2 separate regions of the Gossypium hirsutum genome follow, and region 1 is linked to region 2. Evidence: chromatin contacts called from public Hi-C data. All regions are on one chromosome and are shown on one strand. The core of a region is the stretch at or near the end of the contact, and the rest is flanking DNA. Distances in the headings are between cores, read along the strand shown.

Region 1 (4,100 bases), core at 1,414-3,913, 180 kb after region 2:
TGGGACATGTTAAAACAAGTGAAATTATCATGCCCATTGGAACTGTGTAAATTCCAACATTCGTCGTTGATAATAACTTATATGAATAGAAACAACAGCAAAATACCCTCAATAAAAAGCCTGATAAAAATTTTGTTCACAAGTTTTATTATGTTCTAAAGACCAATCCTTCCAAAGAAAAAATCCAAAATATAGAAGAGAGAAAATAACAAAATTGTTATTAAGTAATATCGGGCCAAACTCCCTTCCATTATTATTTTTATCCATTAGTATCCAATACAAATTTAATCACCATTCATGACCGAATCCTATACATATAAATGGTGATGATACATTTATTGGAAAATAATGAATTAGATATTAACTTGTGATGATGACATATTTTTTAAACAAAACCTTTGTAGTTGATTTCATGATCATATTCTCTTATTTTTAAAGGATAGGATCTTATAGATTCACAGTGCACAAACAATGATTGCTTTTGTGACTATAAATACGACCATTTTTCTTAAAATAAATAAATGAAAACAATCAAACAATTCTCAGCAATCAAAATTATGGTCCAAAGCCTTGTGCTTTCTGATGTCTTTTCATGCAATGCTCCTGATCCTGTGTAAATGTTGATTACACTTAAAATACACACCGCAGTTCCTAGTAACCAATGTGCAATAAACCATGCACTTCCTCCCTTGGATCCCCTAAACATAATGCGTTATATATGCTTCAATTTTACACTTTATATGCCAAAATGCAATATCATGTTGTTCATGTAGGGTGTGCTTGGTTGAGTGGGAAAGTGAAGAGATGAGAGGAGAGAGTGGAAAAGTGGAAAGAAATAAATTTTGAGTATGCTTAGTTGGGATGAAAAGTGAGAGGAAAAAAAGATAGGAGGGATATCGTTTTTCACTCTAATACATACAAAATTAATCCTTCCAGAATGGAATGATAAAAGGAGAGAAAATGAGAGATAAATGTATATTAATTCAAAATTATTTGAGTTATTTAAACAAAGCGTTAAGGGTAAATTATAAGGGCAAATCATATACGAAGGTTTACCTGCATGAACGTAGAGCTCCAGTCAAAGCTTGCAACCATATGATACCATATAAAGCTCCCCTTAGTCTTTGGTGATGATTGTTGAAGGAGTTATTGAAGTTTTTGATGGACATGATTGCTCCCACTGTAACTAGAAGTACAAAAAGTATTTGCTCAACATAAATTTTACTCTCATCCTTAATATTTAACAATCTATGTAATTGTAAATCTCAAAATTATAACAAATTTGATCTGTGATTATATCAATAATCATTAAATATTTATGCATCTGATTTAAATCATAATGTGAAGTTATATTAATTTTATGATTTCAGTTATTTCCTATCGTCTGTATTTATTGTAATGCTACCAAATGACTATGATCCATAATAAAAAATTACCTGATAATAAAATAAAAATTTATAAAAATTACCCTAATATATTAAATCCTACGTAAATCTTCTTAGGAACCCTTTAAAGTTTAAACCATACTTGTTAAAGCCACGTTATCAAATAGCATTTCTACACGTTTAAGATATGTTTACTTTTCAAAACGAAAAAAGGAGAGGATTATTTGCAAATGAAGAACACGTCAAGGATGCACTTTCCAATGATGAGGCTCCCTATCGTCCCTTTTTTTCCGCTTAAAATATAATAATAAATTTTTGTGAAGATAACACATTCTCTATATTATTAATATTGTTAATATAAAACATAATAATTTAATAACTCATTCAACAATAAAATTGGAAGTCGGTTGAGTCTTAGCTTAAATGGTATCGACGTAATTATTAGTGTAGATAAGCGTTAATTTGAGTACGCTGAAACGCATTATCTTCCTATTTAAGAGTTGAAAAAGACTATGAACAATTTTAAACATTGTAACAATTTTATTTTTATTTTTGCAAGTTATCTTGATGTGATGTTACGATTAAGTGGGGAAGAATCAGATTTTATATTTTATGTTGTCTAATTATTACATAATAAGAATATTTATGTAAGTAGTAACGAGAATTTTTACAATAAGAATGACAAGAATTAAATTATTTTTAACTTTTACATTAAAATGAATAAATTTAAATCTTATATTTAAAATTTAGATAACCTCTTAAGTTAGACTCAATTTTTTGAAAGAAAAAAAAATAAATTTAACAGCATAATAGAAAATAAAAGATTAAGGTTACCAAAATTAAGCAATTTGAATATTCAGTATTTATTTTTTTCTTTAAAAAATTATATAAAAAAATATTTTTATGGCAAAATTCAAATTGCTTAATCATGTAACCTAACACTTACTTTTTTATGTTGTTCTTCTAAAGTAAGAAATTATTTAAATATTTTTATCAAAATCATTTTAATTTAAAGGAGAAAATCATTTTAATTTTTATAATATACTTCTCATCAATTATATATTTTAATTTTTATACACGTATAATTTAGAAAAAAAATGTGATAGAATAATTTAAATAATTAAAAAAAACCAAATAAGGAATTGGAAGATATTTGAAAACTATTTGATTGACAAAATAAATAAAAAAGAATCTTCATGTTAATTTGACAGGCTGCTCATGGTGGTGGCCTACTTGTCATTTGTCCTCGTTTATTTATGGATTCATATAAGAAATATCAAACCTTGATTAGTGCTGAAGTGTTTCATTTCTTTCTCAGAGCACTCTTATCCTTTTGGCCTTTTGCTTCTCTGCATGTTTTTGTCCTAACATTGGATAATAAAGAGAAAAAAAAAAATGGTGCCCAACAGCCTCCTTCGATCAACTCTCAAAACCCAGGTTCTAAATTCTTCAATGATCTCCTACATCTTTTTTTCTTTTTCTACCGGTTGATCGACCCTTTTCTTCAGAGAAAAAAACCCAGACTTCATGTTTTTCTCTTACATGTTCGGTTTCATGACAAGAGAACCCATTTTTTTTCATTTCTTCTGATTTTTGTCAAAAAACTTATAAACTCCCAACTTTTTGGCTGAGTTAGAAAGAAGAAGCTTTTATTAATTTATTTTTTTCCTTACTTTATGTCGTTGTCATTATTTGTCTGACTTTTATACGGTTTCCAGATTCTATGAATCACATGATGCTGTAGAGAGATACTGAATATCATCTTTTAATACTTTCTGGGAATTTAATATTACAATAATTTTCTTGTTTGTTGTTTTGGATCAACTTTTAATTATCTGTTAGCGATATATGTTGAAAGGTTATATGATCAGATTTATTCAGGAATGGAATATTCAATGTTGAGAATTGCTACTGAATCTACTACCTTCATTGACTATAATTTTAGGTTCTGTTTGGCTTATGAGAAACCACTGATCTGCATAAGTATTATTTATGGTTAACATAGCCATTTTGTACACTAATCCCGTATTTCTGGATCAGTTATTACCTTCATGTATTTTTTGTGAATCTATTAATGTGAAACCTTTTCCTTTGAATGATCACAATACAGCATTGAATAAGAAAACAAGTTGTAATAGAAATAGAATTTAAGAAGAATTGGATGATATCTGAACTTTCCATTTAGTTACTTATCCTTTATACTGAAAAGAAGATAAAAGTAGGAATTGGGGGATTTGAACTTGGGATATCATTTTTGGACAGGAACTATTCACAGAGTGAGGGGTTAGGCCTGATTTGGGTCATTTAACATATAAACACATGCAAAAGCTAGAGGAGCAACATCCACTTGATTTTTCTTCTTCCTTTTGGTTTTTGTATTCATTTCTCAAACATCATATTGATTTTATTTCTCTCTTATTTACAGCTTGGTTCATATATAAAAAATGCTGCTGCGTACAGAAGTTCTATGGACCACCCACTTAAGGGTGCATTACTGGCAAGATTATATAGTACTGAGCCATCTTTGCAGAGAGATGATTCAGATTTAAAGGATGGCAATGGGTATGTGAATTTATGTATCAGTAACTTGGTATTTAAACCTTTGTTCATGTCTGTCCCACCTCATATAGGTTTGTCCCTCACTTGTTCATGCATTTGCTCTTATCATGGGTACCTTATTTTGTGCTTGTAGAAAACAATATCTGAAGACATAAC
Region 2 (4,126 bases), core at 327-2,826:
ACAATCTAGCCTAAGCTAACCTACCAGCTAACAACTAATCTCACCAACTAACTCTAACTAACTGCTCCATAGCAGACTAAGCTACTATATAAACCATAATATTTGTGATTAGGGCAAAAGAAATTGCTATGTGTGTTTTATAGGTTTTTTAAATGCAAAGCTTCAGTGTTAATATTTGTTATAATTTTTTGCTAAAAATAGTTTAGGGTTAGATAAATTGCATTCTTTTAATAACATTCTTAATATAATTATTTTTATATTAAAATATTTTATTTTAAATTATATTTTGAAATAAAATATTTTATATTGAGTTAATTTAATATTAAATTATATTCAAATATTTTATTTTTATATTTTCTGAATCCAAATTTTAAAAGACTAATCTGGAAACCAATTTTGTTTTGTTATTTAAGGTTGGATACCAAAGAATAACTATTACGGGAAGTCAAGAAATAGAGAAGTAATGAACATTCTATTAATGAGTATTACGTTCAATCAAATAAATGAATAATTCGCTACAGGAAATTAAGGTTTTAGCGGCGTTTTTAGTGGCGTTTGGACGGAAAACTCCTCAAATATTATACATTAGTGGCGCTAACGGAAAAACGCTGTAATAGGTAAAGTAGTAGCAGCGTTTATGAGAAAAACGCCGCAAAAAGGTCAAGCAGTAGTGGCGTTTATGAGAAAAACGCCACAAAAGGTTAAGCAGTAGCGGCGTTTATGAGAAAAACACTGCAAAAAGTCAAAGAAAAAATCATTTTATTTTAAACAAACGACGCCACTTTGCTCCCTGTATTCTCACCTTTCATCCAAGTGGCCATTATGTATTCTTTTCAACAACTCATGGACTCTTTCATCCTCTTCTATTTATTATTTAACTAGTTTCTTGATATTAATTAAAATACAATTTATTTTTAATTTAATATTTAAAATCTTCAAAAAAAATTTAATGACACGTAGAAAAAATTTGAAAGTAAAAACATAGAAAAATATATGTTAAAAATGAAAAAAATTAAAATACTTATTTAAAATAATTTTTTAAAAATTTTTAGGTATATGACTTGTTTTTTAATTTATATATTAATTAATTTCTTATATAATTTTAAAAGAGATAATATTAATTTTAATATATTAAAATTATCATTATAATTTAAATTATTTAAGAGATAATAGATAAACTTTATATATATTAAAATTAAAAAAATTGCTAACCCATACATCTCTAGAGAAACAAAATTAATTAGTAAATTGAAAAAGTAATTTAAATTTCCTAAAATATTGAAAGAATATATAATTACAAAAGAGAAAAAAAAATTTAAAAGCTTTTTAGTATTTTTTTTCATATTTTAAATTTTTTTAGTTTTTATTTTTATTTTCTTACATAAAAAAATTATATAAAAATTTCAAATGATATAATAATTTAATATAAAAATTAAAAAAAGTCAAATATTAGCGACTTTTGTGAGAAAATCATACTACTTTGCTCTTTTCTTTTTCCCCTAAACTATAACCCTAAACCCTTATTTTATCCCTAAACACTGAAATCCCTTAGGGGACGTTTGGTTGGGGGAATAGGCATGCATTCCCCACTATGCAGCGGGCCCACAACCAAACGGGTGTTTGGTTCGCTATAATCACATTACAGCCCGAATCGGTTACTGGCCTATTACCCTTATTGCGCGTAATAGCTATTACGCCCCCTCAGCGCAGATTAGGGATTCTGCTTGCTTTTCATCTTTTCTTTTCTATTTTTTGCCTTCATCAAGCTTCCGAGTCTCCCACATTTCCCTTCCAGGTAATATCTTTTCCCTTTCATCGGTTCTGCCATCGGTTTTGATCGTTCATTTCTTTTACTTTCTTCATTTTATTTCTTCATGGATTATCTCTGTTTATTTCTCTTTTTCCACCCCTTGATCTACTTGTATATTTGAAAATGAAATTAAAAAAAGTGGTAATGTGCAGGGAAAGGGAACAGGGAGTTTTGGTAAAAGAAGGAACAAGACCCACACTCTCTGCGTTAGGTGTGGCCGCCGTAGCTTCCATCTCCAGAAGAGCCGTTGCTCTGCCTGTGCTTTCCCTGCTGCTCGTAAGAGGACATGTAAGTGCCTCGTCCGCTTTTTCTTTGTTATCAAGATCATTTATTGTGTTTTTCGTTTTTGTTGTTAACTTTGTTCCTAAGTCTAATTTGCAACTAGATTTCTCGGATTGACTAGTGGGGTTTCTTTCTTTATGTGCTTATATATCAAAGCTAATATCTTTGACACGAATATCTATTTGGGTTTCACTTTGAATGCGTTTATTCAGATAAGAATTCAATTTCCTGAATATGGTGGGAAAAATGGTGTGATTAAAATTTTAAGATGTTTCTATATAAAACTATGGACTTGTAGTTCGAATCAATGTGTTTTCTTCCTGAACCATAGATTTGTTAGTTGTAATGTTACATGAAATGTGCTTATACCAGTAGTAATACTTCAAGTACTTTGAATGAACATGCGTTTTGATGTGTTTATATGATACGATTGGATTGTAATTTGGTGTTAGTCCTTAAATCTAAGGGGAATTGCTTTATTGTGGGATTCAGATAACTGGAGTGTGAAGGCAATCAGAAGAAAGACCACTGGAACCGGTAAAATGAGGTATTTGCGCCATGTCCCTCGCAGGTTCAAGACTGGTTTTAGAGAAGGTAATGAGTTGCTAATTCTTTTTGCTGACGGGTTTATAATTAAGCTTCTTTTCATTATGTTTTGTTCAAAGCATATCTTTGGAGTTTGTTTCTATTTTCAATTCCGGTGTTGGATCATGATCTAGGTACTGAAGCAGCACCGAGGAAGAAGGTTGTAGCAGCTTCTGCTTGAGGTATTACAAGGTTGTTTTGGATGAAGCCTTCTCTTTTTAGGAAAACTTTTACGAGAACATTACTCTCGAGGGGTGTCATTACATTGAATGCTTTAGTTGTTTTTAGTTTATGATTATGGAGTTGCATTAAATTTTGAACAAGGATGAATGCTTTGTATTGAAAACTGATGCTGGAAATGTGGTATGCAATTAACCATTTAGAAATTAGACCTTTTCCACATGTAAATCTTTCCATAATATGCTATTTGAATAGATCTGCAAATTGCGCGAGGGTTTGGGCATAGCAACCAATAATGCTGCTGAATATCGTGCCATAATTTTAAGGTTGAAACATGTTGCCTATTCAAAGTGATTTTAGCAAACAAGTTGCCTATTCTAAAGCTTTTCCGTTTACATTGGTTGTCTTAGGTTACAGGCTTGATGGCTTCTTCGTTCTCTATGACTTTCAAATGGTTGCTTTTTGCAAAATGTTGATTGGAGAGAAAGGTTGGCTCTGCAATCTATCAAAAACCTTTTCACTAAGGAGGTAAATGCATCTTGTAGAATATTCTGTACAAGCTAATCATGTTTCTTGCTCTAACAAGTGTTGGATTTTAACTGTCAATTATATGATGCCACACTTGATCAATTTTAGGTTGTTGATGTTGTAACTACAAGCACGACTGATTTGGGGCCACTAAATCTTGATTCCTTTAGAAAAGGCAATTTGTCTGCGTCATGGAAAGTTGTTGGGGTAGAGACTTCGGTTCAGGATAATGCTATTTCAAAGGTTTGAATAATAAACCAGTCGCTTGTATTGGCACTTTCCCATTTTTCTCAATCCTTTTGTTGGAACTATTTTTTTTATTTTAGTTTCTGATTGACTGATATTTGCTGGATCCTCACATGTTCAAAGTCAAACCAAAAGGCTACAGACTTGAAACAAGAAACATCTCAGGATAAAGAGGAAAAGTTTCTAGATGGTAATTTATTTATCTGTTAGATGTATGCATAATGCTCTTTGTAAAATTTCACTCATGTTGCCTGTTCCATGCAGATGATCATTCACATGATACACCTGCTAAAATACTTCGAAGGGTAATTACCTTCTTTTGATGCACCGTTTGCTTTAGTGTCATATAGAATTTTATAATAAATGGGCATTTTATTTACCTTGCAGCAACTTAGAGATAATAGACGTGAGAAGCGGGCCACTGAATTGGTGAAACAAGATGAGAAAGTTACCGTGAAACTTGAAAATGCAGCCATTGAACAATCCAAAGCTGTA

Evidence for each region. A called contact is a pair of places that touch in the nucleus more often than the background predicts.
Region 1: a contact with region 2 is called in a Hi-C map of leaf, with 2.1 times the contacts expected there. The contact joins the promoter of LOC107912667 here to the promoter of LOC107912657 in region 2. A contact is called at or near these places in 2 of 34 Hi-C or Micro-C datasets (both in leaf).

The regions. Positions count from the first base shown.
Region 1 is chrD11:17,397,929-17,402,028 of Gossypium_hirsutum_v2.1, forward strand. LOC107912667 (gamma aminobutyrate transaminase 3, chloroplastic) reads left to right here and starts at 2,664. Exons shown (of 19, transcript XM_016840959.1): 1 at 2,664-2,822; 2 at 3,811-3,947. The coding sequence starts at 2,781.
Region 2 is chrD11:17,223,357-17,227,482 of Gossypium_hirsutum_v2.1, forward strand. LOC107912657 (60S ribosomal protein L37-3) reads left to right here and starts at 1,577. Exons shown (of 9, transcript XM_016840941.2): 1 at 1,577-1,795; 2 at 1,963-2,098; 3 at 2,585-2,686; 4 at 2,812-2,859; 5 at 3,268-3,385; 6 at 3,494-3,628; 7 at 3,755-3,821; 8 at 3,896-3,936; 9 at 4,019-4,126. The coding sequence starts at 1,592. The coding sequence ends at 2,858.